Regions from separate parts of the Triticum aestivum genome. Here region 1 is linked to region 2. The links are chromatin contacts, called in public Hi-C maps. All regions are on one chromosome and are shown on one strand. The core of a region is the stretch at or near the end of the contact, and the rest is flanking DNA. Distances in the headings are between cores, read along the strand shown. Region 1 holds the start of LOC123093323 (F-box/kelch-repeat protein SKIP11). Region 2 holds the start of LOC123093322 (transcription factor ILI6).

What was found. Hi-C and Micro-C count contacts between places; a contact is called where the count stands out from the background.
Region 1: a Hi-C map of leaf shows a contact between it and region 2, with 5 times the contacts expected there. The contact joins the promoter of LOC123093323 here to the promoter of LOC123093322 in region 2. A contact is called at or near these places in 4 of 5 Hi-C or Micro-C datasets (leaf and an unstated tissue) and 1 of 1 datasets of contacts at active chromatin or transcription factors (leaf).

What each region holds. Positions count from the first base shown.
Region 1 is chr4B:571,645,354-571,649,193 of IWGSC CS RefSeq v2.1, reverse strand. LOC123093323 (F-box/kelch-repeat protein SKIP11) reads right to left here and starts at 2,347. Exons shown (of 2, transcript XM_044515254.1): 1 at 2,176-2,347; 2 at 1-1,599. The coding sequence starts at 1,502. The coding sequence ends at 204.
Region 2 is chr4B:571,258,402-571,262,107 of IWGSC CS RefSeq v2.1, reverse strand. LOC123093322 (transcription factor ILI6) reads left to right here and starts at 2,376. Exons shown (of 3, transcript XM_044515252.1): 1 at 2,376-2,578. The coding sequence starts at 2,517.

The DNA of each region.
Region 1 (3,840 bases), core at 1,098-3,597, 390 kb before region 2:
GTAGAAATGGATTAGCGAGGAAAACAGAAGTATTAGAACTCAAGGGTTACATGAGTGCTGCCGCTCAGCAGATGTCCAGTTAACTGGGCAGAAGGCATAAATCCCTACGAAGAATCAGGGCTGGAGCAATTGAACAGGCTGCCTTTGTGCATACTATCATCCTTCATAAATATCCACTGCATCCAATCTTTTATTCAGTGGACTCAGCAACCCATCACGGCGCAGTTATACACGAAGTTCCCGGATTGCCGTGTGGCAACCAAATTCCACACAGGCGGTTGCTCATCGGGAACCCATGAATTAAGCTCAATGATGCCACCAATAGAAGTCCTTGGGCCTCCAATGACAATCAGCCGGTCACCACAGGCTCGGAAAGCAAGGCCCCATCCATTCATGGACACAGACCGTTCAGGCAATTTCCCAAGAGCGATCCACTTATTATTCAGCTTGTCATACTTCTTCACATCCTTCTCACTGTAATCAGCTGCATAGAGCTGATTGTTGACAACTGCAATGAGTGGAGGAGCACCCGTCACTCCATTGAGGCCCTCAGACATGTTCTCAATGACCCTCCACGAACCCCGATTCAAGTCATATTCCTCACCACATGTCAGTACCTGGTTGTTGTTGGTAACACCACCGATCACATAGAACTTGCCATCCAAGAACACACCAGAACACATCTTCCTAGCCCTATTCATGCTGGGAAGGGGTGTCCAAGTGTGTGTCACAGAGTCATACATCTCTGCAGAGCTCAGTATCTTTCCAGAAGCATCGGTGCCTCCAGCGACATACGCCTTTTCACCGACGCTTGTTGATCCAAACAAGCACCGGGGAGAGTTCATGGGATCAGCCCTTGTCCATGAATTGGTCAGGATGCTATATCTGAACACAATGTGTGCCATCCCAAACACAAGCAGCTCGGTGCCCACAGCCAGGGACTCCTTGTCAGAGCACATGAAGCATTCATCCGGTGGCATCTTGGGCACCTGGATCCAGCGCTCCCTGTAGGGGTCATAGGCATCCCACTCCAGGACATTGCAGGAGAAGTAGACCCAATGCTCGGCGATACCATTCTGCCGCCGCAGGCGGTAGATCTCCCCGTTGCGCACCAGGGAGTTGAAGTCCCTGTTGAGGGAGGCGACGGAGCCATAGTCCGACCTGGAGAGCCGGAGGAGGCAGTTGATGGAGAGGTCGCGGCCAATCTCGCCAATGAGATTGGCCCCAGAGCCTTGCTGCTCCCCACCGCCGCTGCTGCCTGAGGAGGCATGGCGGCTGGAGCCGTGGCTCTCGGTGATGTCCGGCGTGTGCGGCTGCGGGGAAGGCGACTTGCTGCGCTTCCCGCTGCCGCCGCCGGCGTCTACCTCCTCCATGTCTTCCGCGCCGAAGTCTTCCGGCGCGGGGCGCTTGCTGCCGCTGAGGAGGAACGCCCAGTCGGAGTCCGGGTCGCAGTAGCTGGGCAGGGAGCGCGAGACGAGGCAGGATTTGCCCTCCAGCATCATGGCCTCTCCCCCTCCCGCTCGGCTTATTATCTTCTCGGATGAGACTGATCCGGAAAGGGAGAAATCTGGGCGCGCTCGCTGATCTCCTAGCCGCGATCTGCAATAATAATGGAATTAACAGGGGAGGGAGGAAAGTAAGCGCGGACGAAATCGGCGAGAAGAAACGGATCAGGACCAGGGGCATTTGAGATCTGAGAGGGGCGCGTGAAGAAAACAAGGCGTAAAAATCGAATCTTCCGGCGAGAACCCAACCGATCTGCCGCCCTCCCACCCCCAAATCGTTCCCCCGAGAACCAAACCAAATCTTGCTCCCACCATCCGCGGCGACCCCGCCGGGCGACGCGAATCCAGGCGGAGAAGCAGGGGGCGGCTCCATCCAATCCAATCCAATCCAACAGAGGAAGGAAGAACATGCGCAGGAGGGGCAAGAAAGAATCACCTAACAAGAACAAATCGAACCCATGGCAAGATCACGCACGGGCCCGCCCAAGGAAATCTGGACTGAAAGATCGCGGCCGGCGACCCAATCAGCGCGCCCCCATCGCCGCGGCGCCCGAGAAATCCCCTCCCTCCCTCCCTCCCCACCACCAACTCCTTCTGCCCCCTCCGTCCTACCAGATGCGCGAGCGAGCAAGCAAAGCAAGCGAGCGAGGAAGCGAGCAAGGATTTATACCTGTAGAGAGAGATAGATAGATGGCTCTATCTACTGCTGCCACTTGGTTACAACTGCCCCTTCTAATGCTTCTGCCCCTGCTGCAGCCCTCTGCCGCTGCCCCTCGCCCCCCGCCTCTCTCTCCTCTCTTGTAGTCCTCCTCCCCTCCCCCTCCCCTCCCCTGGTGTGTGCGCGCTGCCCTCCTCCCTCCCCCCTCTCGTGCGTACTACTTGGGGAATTGGGATTCTCCTCTCGCTTTATTTCTTTCCCTTTTTATTCCCCCGTTTTTTTCTCTCTCTCCCTCCCCCGACCCCTTTCCCGTCCGTCTGTTTTGGCTCGTCGGAATTGGAAACCGGGCAGGCCGCAGAAATAGAAAAATGCCCCAGCGGCCACCGGCCAGCTCACCTGAAGCTGAGGTGGACTCACCCTGTCTCTCTCTCTCCCCACTCTCTCTGCCTGTACGCCCGCACGTCTCCCGCGTATCTATCCATCCCTCGCTCGCTCGCTCGCCGCCCCCTGCCTGCCTCGTCTGATTGGCAGCGTTGGTGCTAGCAGTATAAAATTATCCCCTTCTCCTCGTGAAACAATTTTCTTTCTTTCTTCGTTCCTGTCCTTGTCCCGGCCTGAGGGGCTATTTGCTCGTCGTTTGCACGGGCCGCTTGCGCCAGCTCGCTCGGGGTCGGTTTGGTTATTTGCTAGGACAAGTGTGCTTATTGTAATGCTATATGCGTTTGTCTTGTGAGATGCTGGGGTTATCTAGACTTCTTTTCAAAACTGCTGCACAAACCATACATCAGCTCTTCTGATTCCCTCAAAGGAAAGAAAAAAAATGCATCAGCTCTGGTGAGCTTGGAGGATCTTGTAGTATGATGTGGGATGACAACTTTAGTTGTCACAAGCATGACAACTTTTTTTTCGGATGGCAAGTTTCAGTTTTTTTTAGCTTTGTTTTTTTCTTTTCGGATGGCAACTTTAGTTGTAAAAACGTCAAGGCGGGATTGCTTCGTGCCACATGTGTGGCACTTACATTTGGTTAAATTAAGAGGCACCCAAACTAACTACTCGAACTCACACGTAAACCAAGTCGCTTTAGCGCCGTTTTGGCATGATGGTTCTTATTTTGGAACAGGTCCAACATTTTCGTGAGTGACATGTGAGCTAGAGTGCTCGACCCGGGTGGGATTTGAGTGAAATATAAAAATTGTCACGCAAATTTTTTTTGTGAAAAAAAATCAGCTGGTTAATTACTACCAAAGAAACAGTTGAAAAATCAAAAGGGATGGCCTCGCTTATAAAGATAATCAAGAGTGAACCCGACGAAAAGTCCTACACATGCTTGTCAGCTCGTGCAAATATGGAACACGATGAATGTAATGAATGTGGCGTTTTCAAAAAGGTTTCCTCAATGTCCTCCGTCATCGTCGCCGAGATAAATGGGGAAGCTTCTGGATGGGTTTTTGACTGGCACGAAGCATTTGAAGTCCATCATACCACGAGAGGAGCCTTTTTCCCGTATTCCCATCATCGGATATGTCATGTAAACTTAATTAATGAGAAAAGACAAAGCTTTTGCGCATGTTTAAAATAAAAAAATGTAAGTTAGGAGCATGTAGTGTTCTCGAGGGATTATCTTGTTGTCATAAAACGCATGAGCTGGTGCATGTGTGGTGTGGAATCTTATACCAC
Region 2 (3,706 bases), core at 1,127-3,626:
TAAGTATACGCGGACAGGATGGGGCAAATGGATGCGGCCGCGCGTTGGGCGCACGGCTACCGCATCCCAGGACACGCCCGGACAGGACCCCAAATCCCTATTCAAACGGACAGAAAACGGACAAAACGGACGTCCGTTTGGGGTCACGCGGTGGAGTTGGCCTTAGTACATGGAGTGTGGAGTACACATATACGGAGTATATATATATAATCTGTTTTCCCTTTTGGTGAACCGATCAGCCAGGAACAGGCCCCAACCATTCATTTTTCAAAGACGGCCGCTTGTCGATCGAGATCATCATGGCCTTAACCGACGCAACGCTCCAGCGGCCCGCCGATGTGCGCGGCGGGATCGAGCGTGACAGATAGAAGAAGAAAAAACGACACTTTTTTGTACGTATCAAAAATGGCTGGCGAAGAAATGATCATGGGCCAGGCCAGTCCGGAGGCGCCGCTTCCCAGCCTAGCTAGAAAACTCTGGTCGTGTACGTTGGCGTCGCGCCGGCCGCCGCCGCCGCTTCGTGACCTTTTTCCTCGCACCGCGGCCAAGCCCTGTCCAATCTGTCGCCGTACACGCGCACTCACCTACAGTAGTACGTAGCCCGCGCGGTTGGTCCAGGTGTCCATGTCCAACCGTCGTTTGGTGTCCAATCCGTTGATGCGGTCCACCCCCGCCCGGCGCCCATCGACGTCGCGTCATCGCCCGCAACCGGGTACGTACGTACGTACGCCCGCCGCCGCGCCCACACCACCACACCATATACACGCGATCGAAGCGGTCGATACGGCGGCCGGCGACGCCGACGCCGACGCCGACGCGTTTGGTTGGGTTCGGTTAGGTTTGTCTTGCCGCACCGATGGCTCGAGCTGGTCAATCCAATCGTCCCGTCGTCACCTCACCTCCGATGGGGACGTCGTACCGAACCCACCCCACCCCACCCAGATCCATCCGCTCGCCCGCAATGCAGAATAATTCATGTAGGGCCTGTTTGGTTGGAGACTTATTTGCCACGCCTAAGCTAGCCACACGCGGACACCTGTGGCTCGCCACACAAACTGTGGCGCTCAAAACAAACGCCGCACCTTAGGCAGAAATTTCTACAGCGGATGCTCCTATGGGCTGAGCCAAATATTAGTATAGAACCAAACACATGCCAGGGAGCTGTGGCACGCCACACTTTGGCGTGGCAAGCTAAGGTGGCAACCAAACAGCCCCGTAGTACGATACGAGTGGTAGTACGTGGCCTCTGCCTCTCTTCAGGAAAACGACCTGTACTACTGCCACCACCGCGGTACCACCCACCACGCCGCCCTTGTTGTTTTCCCCCGGGCCGGGCCGGGCCGGGCCGGACCCCGGCGAAGATCGACACGGACGGACAGAGCGGGTAGGGTTGTGTGGTACATCCTGCGACGCTGATCCACTGATGCGGGCAGGGGCGTGGCTGGCTCTGAAACTCTCGGCTCTCAGGTGCATGCGTGCGTCCTCTGGCTCGCAGATCGGAGGAAATGCAACGGCTGGGCAGACGGATTCAATGGGGTTGGTCGCTCCTCCATGAATCTTGATGGGCTAGCACGCCGATGGCCGAGGTGTGGTCCTGATGAGAAGAACGTATAGCGGAGATGTGTGAGCGCGAGCCCGTGGACTGGCAATAAAGGCGTGTACCGCCACTACCACTCTGCTGTCTGTTTGTTTCGGCCTGCCTGCAGCTGCGCTCCTGGCCTGGCAGCAGCAGCTGATGATGATGGTACTAGCACGGCCACACCGACGCCGTTTTGGACGGTAGCTCGATCCGTCCGTGGCGCGCTGAGTCTGATGTGGAGCACGTACGCAGCGCACACGAGGTGTGACGAGGTCGCTGGATGGTGTTGGCGTCTGGTCATGTGGCCTGGCTGGCGCCCAACTGGGCTGGACAGGGAGAGGGACTACTGCTGGGTTGACGACGAAAACGATCGCCTGCGCCTGCCCGCACGGCCGTGGCTGCACGTCCACCACCGTCTCCGTCCGTCCGTTGGAGGGATGGGGACGCACGCACGCACGTACGTACTCCGTGTGGTGCGACGGGGTTGGGTGGGTGGGTGGTTGGGGCGTGGCTCTTGCCTGGTCGCGCTCGCGTCGCACGCGGCTGCGGTCTCCGGCGCCAGCCGCGTGCCGCCTTGGGCTGCGTTGTTGAATCCGTCAGCACGAAACTACTACAATGTTATGGGCTGCCCACCTCCCCGATTCAAGGCCCATATTTATTTTTTCCTTTCCCGAGTAAAAAAAAGGTCCGAGCCGAACCTTAACGGGCTGGCTCGAGCTCCTGAAGGAATTCAGCCCATTGTAGCCCAGTTGAAGCCGACGCGCACGCCACCCATCCCACCCTGCTTCGCATTTCTCAAAAAAAAAAAAAAAAAATCTGCTTCGCTTCGTCTCGGCGGAGGAGCGTCAGTGCCGCCGCGCCCAGATCGCTCCCGCGGCTCCGCTCCCTCTCTTCGCTTCTCTCTGCCACCAGTGGCGTTCTGTTTCGATCCTATCCTATGGCGCCACCTCCCCCCACTCTCTTCCCCAAAATGTCGCCATCTCCCGCTAGGGTTTCGCTGTAAGTTTCCCCTTCCTCCTTCGTACATTATGGTGTTCTTGTAAATCGGCACTCTTATGGTGGTAAGATATATTTTGGCGCCTAGATTTGGTTTACTTTTGTGCTTCGCTCGCTGTCATCAAATAGTCAATGCTTCGCTCGCTGTCATCAAATAGTCAATGCTGATGATTATGCTGCGGTTACCATTTCCTCGAAATGCTGTTGCTGCGCTTCGATAATTCCATGCCTAGGTGCTTGCATTAATGGCCTATGTTGGTAGAGAGACCCTAATGATCAGGATGTTGATCATGACCTATGTTATTAATAATAGAGAAAGGAATGGAGCCCCCAGACCGCTTCATATATTCAAACTGATAAAAGTTCAGTACCAAGAGTGAGATGGCCATCCACGGAAATCAGAAATGTCTTCCTTGCTAATAGAATGGATCAAGTGCCTTTTTACAAACTCTGGGTGTGTCCACGCAAACAAAGCATTCAGGAAACTTGATGTGTCAATTGCAGGGCCAGTTTGATCTTAATTGGTGTTTGCGAATGATTGCTTGATCCAACTCCAAAAAGGCTTTCATGTTGTACTAGTGCATTTGTATATCATCCGCCCTTTTGTTCGGTAGGAAATCATGTGTTGATGCACTTTTAATGAGATATGGGCCATAATGATATATAGTACGAAGCGGAGACTAATCGATATATTCAGACTACCTACCTTTGTTGAGGGATGGGACGAGTGACAGAGTAGGAAACAAAAAGTAAATGATATATTCAGACCGTATAGTTTCTTTGTTACTAACCTTACCGTGAGAATTCTGGTTCTGCAAGTGCTATATGTTTTAACCATGGAAAGATTTAACTATGTTGCTCTAGAGTCTAGCTGCTGTGCGGGTACATTTAGCTCTATGTTACTTAAGAAGCTATTACATTGGTAGATTTAGCTACTGATTTGGAACCTCCCTGACCTGCAGTAAGAAGCTACCACGTATGTAGATTCAGTTACTGAAACCTCCAGTGACCTGCAGTATAGATTGCATTTAAAAGTGCTGTTGAACCTACAGTATAGATAATGGGTTCAGGGAACTTATTTCTGGTAAACAAATGTGAAGGTTCATTTACTAGGTATCCAATCATTGAGAA